2 separate regions of the Arachis hypogaea genome follow, and region 2 is linked to region 1. The links are chromatin contacts, called in public Hi-C maps. All regions are on one chromosome and are shown on one strand. The core of a region is the stretch at or near the end of the contact, and the rest is flanking DNA. Distances in the headings are between cores, read along the strand shown. Region 1 has its middle 34 kb from the start of LOC140181155. Region 2 holds the start of LOC112771402 (phosphoenolpyruvate carboxylase).

Evidence for each region. A called contact is a pair of places that touch in the nucleus more often than the background predicts.
Region 2: a contact with region 1 is called in a Hi-C map of leaf, with 1.8 times the contacts expected there. The contact joins the promoter of LOC112771402 here to the enhancer-like site in region 1. A contact is called at or near these places in 2 of 8 Hi-C or Micro-C datasets (both in leaf).

The regions. Positions count from the first base shown.
Region 1 is chr18:29,329,873-29,333,882 of arahy.Tifrunner.gnm2.J5K5, reverse strand. No RefSeq gene overlaps it. Among protein-coding and RNA genes, the nearest start is that of LOC140181155, 34 kb to the right of the region's middle. Within about 2 kb of position 1,887, at least 3 of the 3 cell types and tissues checked have open chromatin away from gene starts, as enhancers often do.
Region 2 is chr18:29,483,110-29,486,890 of arahy.Tifrunner.gnm2.J5K5, reverse strand. It overlaps LOC112771402 (phosphoenolpyruvate carboxylase), which reads left to right and starts at 2,097. Exons shown (of 11, transcript XM_025816131.3): 1 at 2,097-2,412; 2 at 2,807-3,012; 3 at 3,356-3,747. The coding sequence starts at 2,845.

The DNA.
Region 1 (4,010 bases), core at 638-3,137:
ACAGCGTCGTTTTGGTGATTCGACAAAGGCTTCATTGTTCTAATCTAATGGTTATAGTCTACGTCGGAGAAGTAATGCCACGTTATATAGCTCAATGTGACATGTCATCAAATCTGTCAAGACTTGCCAAAGAATTTAACAAAAGGGTTCATATGTCTAACAGAGACGAAAGATAAGGGTCGGGTTATCATTTTTCACTCGATAGGATACAGGTTGTCTAAAATGAAAATAGACAGGAGTCGGTAAGGGATTTTACTCTTCTTTTGTTAAAATATTAAGAGTTACAAATTTAAAATAAAAAATTTTGACATAATTAAAATTTATTACTATATATATTCTCTTCCTCAAATTTTATTAGAATTTTATATTGAACGTGTTATAAAATAAATAAATAAATAAATGAAGTGGATATAGAAATAAACCAAAGAGAAAAAGAGATTTTATTAATACTCTTTAATATATGTATCTCGTTATGATTAAGATTTTATAATACACTCTCAATAATATACTCAACACACTCACATTGTCTTTGCTTTGTGTCATTATGCTTTAATTCAATACATATCTTACTTTTCGAAAGGCTTTTTACAAGCATTAATAAGTTGCCTCTTTTTAAATGACATCCACCTAAAAACGATATTATAACATAGGGGTGTCCTATGGTGCTGAAATTTGATTTTTTTCAGCAAGTGTTGAAATGAGTTAGCTATATGAAAAATCTGACTCGTGAAGGTTTTGCTGCTGGAAGAAAAAGTAGCAACTGAGATGATGCAAGGATTGCAGTAAGTTGTCGAATGGAGCAGGCGTAATTGCAAAATGGCACAATTAGTATATAGTAATGTATTTTTAATTTTGGTTACAACTGAATTGGTCCTTTTGTTGGGGTTGGACTTTTTTTTTTGGGTATAAAGATGGCCTTTGATTGCTAGAAGACTTTTTAAAGGGTATTAGAATGTTTTTCAAAAATAAAAAAAAGGACAATAAGCATAAGACCCTAATAATAATAATGTAGCTGAAAAAACTTAATGAGTTAGGATTTGATTGAGCCACTTGCTTATTGTGATTATACTAGTCTGGAAGCTTCATCTGGAAGGATTGGTTGAAGTTTAGAGGAGTAGGCTAGTAGAAAGGAATATCGAATCTTAGACGGAGACAGGGAAAGCAAGTTGAGCAGATAAGTATTCAACCACGAATGATGACTTCACGGGAAACTATATCAAAATAACTATATGATCTCTTTTATATGATCTTTTTCGATATTTTACCTTCCATCGACAATTCAAAATAACTATATCAACTCTTATTATATGATCTCACGTTACTAACTTTATTTTTCATTAAAAAGATAGTAAAAATACTTCATTTTTCAACGAAAACACAATAAATATACATAGTTCTTGCTTTATCGTAACATTACTACAACAATTTATACTATCAAAATACTTTTCATAGTATTAATATGATAAAATTTCTTTTCTTCTAAATATTCAGGACAACCTAGTTTATACCTTACCATCAGTTATTTATCTCTTTTTTTTTAACACTTAATAGCATATAAAAAATTACCATACACATTTCAAATACTAAATCCATTACACGGTCCAAATCTTCATCCTTTATTTATACATTCGAATTTATTCAAACCTTTTCTTTTTTGTTTTGGTTCAACTTTCTTCTTGATAGGATCGACAAAATTCCAACTAGTGAAATTTTCATAAATTTAGTTCGATAAGCCTAAAATCCACCTTTATTGCCAAAAAGAGTCCATTGCAACAAAAAAATCCAACCCAACCACCTAATCACCATTAACAATAGATTAGTGCAGCTACAATTTTTCATGTTTAATCAACAACTCTTTGCACAAACTAAAACGAGTCAACTTCTTGTCTATGCGGAGAGCACCAACGCGTACACGCGTCTTCCGTCAGGTAACTCCACCTCATTTTAGCACATGCTAAACCTTTAACCTAGAAGCACGCTAGCATTTAGGGGTGTTCATGTATCGGATCCGATTCGTATATTCGTATTGTTTATCCAAATTCGATCTAAAAATTACGGCTATGAATCTGATCCGTAAGGTTATCGGATCCAACCGATCCACACACTAATAAATCGGATTACGAATTTTGTATATGTATCTGCATATCCGCTTATCCCCCAAAATAAAAAAATAAATAAGTAAATATTTTTTTATGTTTTGTTTCAACTAATAATTATCATATATATTGCATTATTTTAATTTATTATTCAAAAAAAGTATGTTTAATATTATTTTTAAAATAAACATATTTAAAAGAATAGAAAAAATAAACTTTATTGATTTGTTTTGATAAAAATAAACTTTTAAAAATATTTTTGTGTTTTGCGGAAATATCGTATCCAATCCAATCCGCAAATGTACGGGTCAGATTGGATCCAAGCTTAAAAAGCTACAGATATTGGATCCGACCCGATCCGATGATTTTAGTGTGGATCAGATCAAAATTTTATATCTTTTTTATTCTAAAAAAATGTTTATAGATTAAAAATAGGGTGAATACCCATTTCTGCCCTTGATAATTTTTTTGAAAGACTTTGAGGCTCCCGACAAAAACAATACCCTTTTCGGCCCTTAATATTCTACTTCGTGGGACTGATTAGCCACTATGTTAATGATATCTCTTCAAAACATACTTATGTGACACGTTAATCACTAATATATCCTCTATTTAATTTTATAAAAAAAATAATTTAAAAATCACTAATATTTCTTAGTTTTACACCGTAAATTTAGCTAATATATTTGAAAAAGTAACAAAAAATATTAAAAAAAAAACAAAACGGCCTTAACAATTATCCTTAAAAGACAACGAAACTCCCAACAAAAAAGAATTTGTCAATTTTAGTTGGCTCTTAATGAATAAATCAATAGTTTAACATGTCATGTAGGCTTATTTCGTTAATACAGAGAGAAAATATTAATAGAGGAGCTAATCAGTCTTATAGAAGTAAAGTTTAGGGGCTAGAAAGGATTTTTTTTTTAGGACCTCATTGACTTTCGAGATACTTGTTAGAGGCCGTTTAAGATTTTTTTTTTTCTTTCTTGAAAATATAGTTATAATATGTGACTAACAATTGATATATAAATGAATGATGCTTTACAAATTATAAATTATAAATTTTAGAATGCGTTTAATGTCAATTTAGAATTTTGAAGTTTATTATTTTGAGTTATAACTCACGAAACATAGTTTTTAAATAGGCTCATGAGCTTGTCGAATTTTAAACAAGTCGAATTCGAACCATAAAAAAAAATCTATGAGAGGTAACAGAACTTAGTTTGGGCCAATTATTTACAATATGGATTAGACTCATCAAAACTAAAATTCGACTTGATTCAACCTATTTTCATCCTTATTGATTGGCCTATTTTATAGAATTTCACCGTTTTGGGAGACATATTGAAATTTTTTAGTCATATCTAGTCGATATCTATTTACAAAAATCACTTCTAATTTTGGGTTTCACTCTTTCAGTCGCGTGTGTGCATGTGTAAGTGCAAGTGTAACACCCTAATTAGCCTAAGCCTTACCTCGCGTCGTAAAGCAAATGTTAATCAAAGGTTACGACAGTTCTAAAACTCATACATATACTATATAGAAAGAATTAATATAATCTAGAAGCCCGATGAAGAATATAGCTCAAAAACAGGATTTGAAAAGCGCAAAACGTACTAACGAAGCTACTAACTTAAAGCACAAGATATAGATATAATATAACAAAGGATAAGAGTATAATATCATAAGAATCTAGCCACGGCTCACGGAATTTAAGCCGGCTAGCCATATACAGACATACAAAAACCAGACAGTTTAAAAATAGCTTATACAGGTTTTTCTCTCTCAATACAAGCCTCTAGGAAAAAATAAAATACAAAGGTGAGAGACATATACAAAATAAATCAAAAGACTCCAAAAGTATCATGATCCTCCGCTTCTGTCACCGTCCAAAGCAACTCACTGAGGTGGGTT
Region 2 (3,781 bases), core at 848-3,347, 150 kb before region 1:
AACAATATTAGGGATAAAACTCAATAATATTCAAATTCTAGATCACCCTAAACAAACAAAATCACAAAATTTATTCAAAAACTATAACAAAAAATGCACAAAATCTAGGGTAGGAAACTGAAGCTTGAGTTTTTATTTTTTACCAACAATGCCTAGCTAGAAACAAAGAGTTCGATAAGAGCTTCGCGTGGCCACAAACGGCTTGTTAATCGGAGCTCCGAAGCTCAAGTTATGGCCCCCAGAAGGTGACGATGAATAGTGACAATGGGATTTCCCCCCTTACTCTCATCTATCCGAGCTCTCTCTCTCTTCCCATCAAAATGAGCTTAAAGCTCATCAATAGAGTATATATATGTTGGGCCTTGGGCTTGTTCCAACCTGTTAGTATTTTTGGCTCGTTTGGCCCAACTTTGGGCCGAAACATTTAAGATTAACACCCGATTTTTAATTCTAAATTATTTTTTTGTCATTTCAAAATAATAAATAAATTTTCAAAATCTTATTTTACTAAAATACGCAGTACCAGACAGACTAGAGCCGGTACTGCCGGCTTAAGTTTCGGTATGCATTTTTACAAACATTTTTCGCAGAAGATACATTTTCCAACTCAAAAAAAATTCATTTAACTCAAATTTCACCTTTATATTTTAAAAAAATATTTTTATATTTTTGAACCTATTTCGGACAATTAAAAATTATTATTCTATTAAAACGGTTATTCCAATTCTTACAAAAATACTTGTACTTATAGCATCAGTATTTCTTATAATGTTTTAAAATCACATATAACATAAAGAATTGTCTATTAAAGGTTAAAAATTGAATCGCTTGGATATTATGAATGAAGTCAATTTTATTTAAAGGATTAAGTACGATTTTGGTCCATATGATTTAGGTAAAAAATTTTATTCATTTTTAACCTTTTTTTGTATTTAAATTTGTCCCTAAGGTTCAACTTGATTTTAAAATTATCTTTTTTACCTAAATCTTAAAATGTTGGACTAAATTATCCCTAACAAAAATATTATAAAACTAAAAAAAAGAACAAAAAAAAGAGGAAGAAAAGTTGCACTAGAGAAAAAGAGAGATGCACGGAAAAAGAAGTAGAAGAAGAAAGGGGAGGAAGAGAGAAAGAGAATATGGCAGTGCCCAAAACCGCCCCCACCGCCGCATCTTCGCCACTCTCTTCGATGAGATAGAGGAATGGAGAGAGAGAGGGGGGGGAGAGAGAGCACGCGCGCTCCAAAACAGAAACAACGATTCAAGAATCAAAAGGAGAGATATGGGGAAAGAGGAAGGTGGCGACGATACCGGCGAGGGAGGACGTCACACGCCCCTGTCACCGTTTTTGCCTCCTCAAGACAACACAGCTCATCATTGTCCCTGCTTTTGCGCTACCGGACTCTGATCGTGCCTCTCTTTCTGCCACTTCGCCACCAATATTGTCATGCATTTACTTCTTGTCATTCTTGTTGTGCTGTTCTGCTATGGTCGTCAAGCTGCTTTTCGTCCTTGTCGTGGTATTTTTCGTAGTGCTTTTCGGTCTCGGTCATTTTGCTTTATTTTTCGATCTCGTCGTACTGTTCTATTTTCTTTTTTCTCTCTTTTCTTTGTTTTCTCTCTTATTTTCTTTTGCTTTTTCTAAGTATTTGATGTGTGTGTAGTTAGATGAGAATAGAGATGAATGACATTGTTGTTTTTTATTGGTGTAACAAAGAACTCTCTGCTTCTTTCATAATGATATTATCTCAGCCACTGTTACTGTCCATCAAGTATTTAATTAAATGGACTGCAACAATATATAGTAAAAAAAATGGTGAAAAGGTGAGAGAAGAAGGTTATTTTAGTCCAAAAAATAATTTTAAAATCAAGTTGAACCTTAAGTATAAATTTAAATGCAAAAAAATTAGAAATAAACAAAATTTTCAGCCTAAATTATATGAACCAAGATCGTACTTAACCCTCACAACAAAAAATCATACTTAACCCATATTTAAATCAAAACCAACGGACACAATAATTCTCGTTAAAAAAAAAATTGCATACAAATTACCAAATTAAAGTATCAAAGAAAAAGTAAAGAATCATTGGAAACTGAGAATGGCATATTCGACCTCAAATCGAATAATGATGACTAGATTCACCTCAGGCCTCAGCACAACACTTTTCTTTCTTGAAACATTTAAATATCTACAAGGAAAAAATATATATGTAGTTTATAAAAAAACAACAAAAAAATATTTTGTTCGTGTATGTAACAAACGTCCCCACCATTTTTGTGTATATAAAGACAAGTGCTTCATCACTTTGCTACATCAATCTTAAAAGGCATTTCTCTTATCTCCTCTCTCTTCTGACACTGCTTCTTTCTTCTTCTTCAGTGCTTCTTCTTCCTCGTATCTGTAGACAAAGGTAATAATTAAGAACCGTATATATCATAGCATAGGATTTTATTATTCATTATTCATCATGGGGTCATGCAAAGATCCCCTTTTTTTCCTTTTCATAACTCAATTTGTATGAACATTTTTATTTATTTTTTGTCCATGTTACACGTGTCATGCAGATATCAAATTGTAGATGTCAACGTCTCCTTAAGTTCCTTATTATTTGGGGGGGTTTGTTTGGATTAAGAATCTATGGATGTTCTTTTGATTAGCCCCTTGGTTTTAGCTTCATTGATTTGGCTCTGTGCTTTCTCATAATTTTTTAATATGATGCTGTTGTGTGTTTCTATGGGTTTTGGTTCTCGTTTTGATCATTGTTTGAGACCCTTTTTAAATGGTGTTTTGTGAATACTCAACAGAGTGAAACGACATAGAGAGAAACAGAGAGAAAGCAAAAATGGCGAATAGGAATTTGGAGAAGATGGCATCAATTGATGCACAGTTGAGGCAATTGGCACCAGCAAAAGTGAGTGAGGATGATAAGCTTATTGAGTATGATGCTCTTCTTTTGGATCGCTTCCTTGATATTCTTCAAGATTTACATGGTGAAGATCTCAGAGAAACGGTAAGTTTAAAGTTTCTTTTTTTTGTGTCAATTCTCAAACCCTATCACTGATTTCATTTCATGATCAACGTTTTGATATGTTTTGGTTATTATTTCAATGTTTTTGTTTGGTGATCAAATTTCTATTATGTGGGATACTATGGTTGGGTCCATTATTGGTTTTGAAAAACATTTAAGGAAATAAGGCCTTCTATTAGAGGAAATCTTAGAGTAAGAAAGGGAAAATCACAGAATATATGATCAATTTTTCTTTTCTAGATTCTGTTATATTGAAATTCTCTTAATATTATGAGCTGGAAAACTGTTTCACAGTGATGGTACTAAAATTGTTCATCTTGTGAAGGTTCAAGAAGTGTATGAGCTTTCTGCTGAGTATGAAGGCAAGCATGATCCTAAGAAACTTGAAGAACTTGGCAAAGTGATAACCAGTTTAGATGCCGGGGACTCTATCGTCGTAGCGAAGTCCTTCTCACATATGCTTAACCTTGCCAACTTAGCGGAAGAAGTTCAGATTGCTCATCGCCGAAGGAACAAGTTGAAGAAGGGTGATTTTGTGGATGAGAACAATGCAACCACTGAATCAGACATTGAAGAAACTCTCAAGAAACTTGTATTGAACCTGAAGAAGTCCCCTCAGGAAGTTTTCGATGCGCTGAAGAACCAGACAGTTGATCTGGTTCTTACTGCTCATCCTACTCAATCCATTCGTAGATCATTGCTTCAAAAGCATGGAAGGTTTGTATCAAAATATAGTTTCGCTGCTATATTC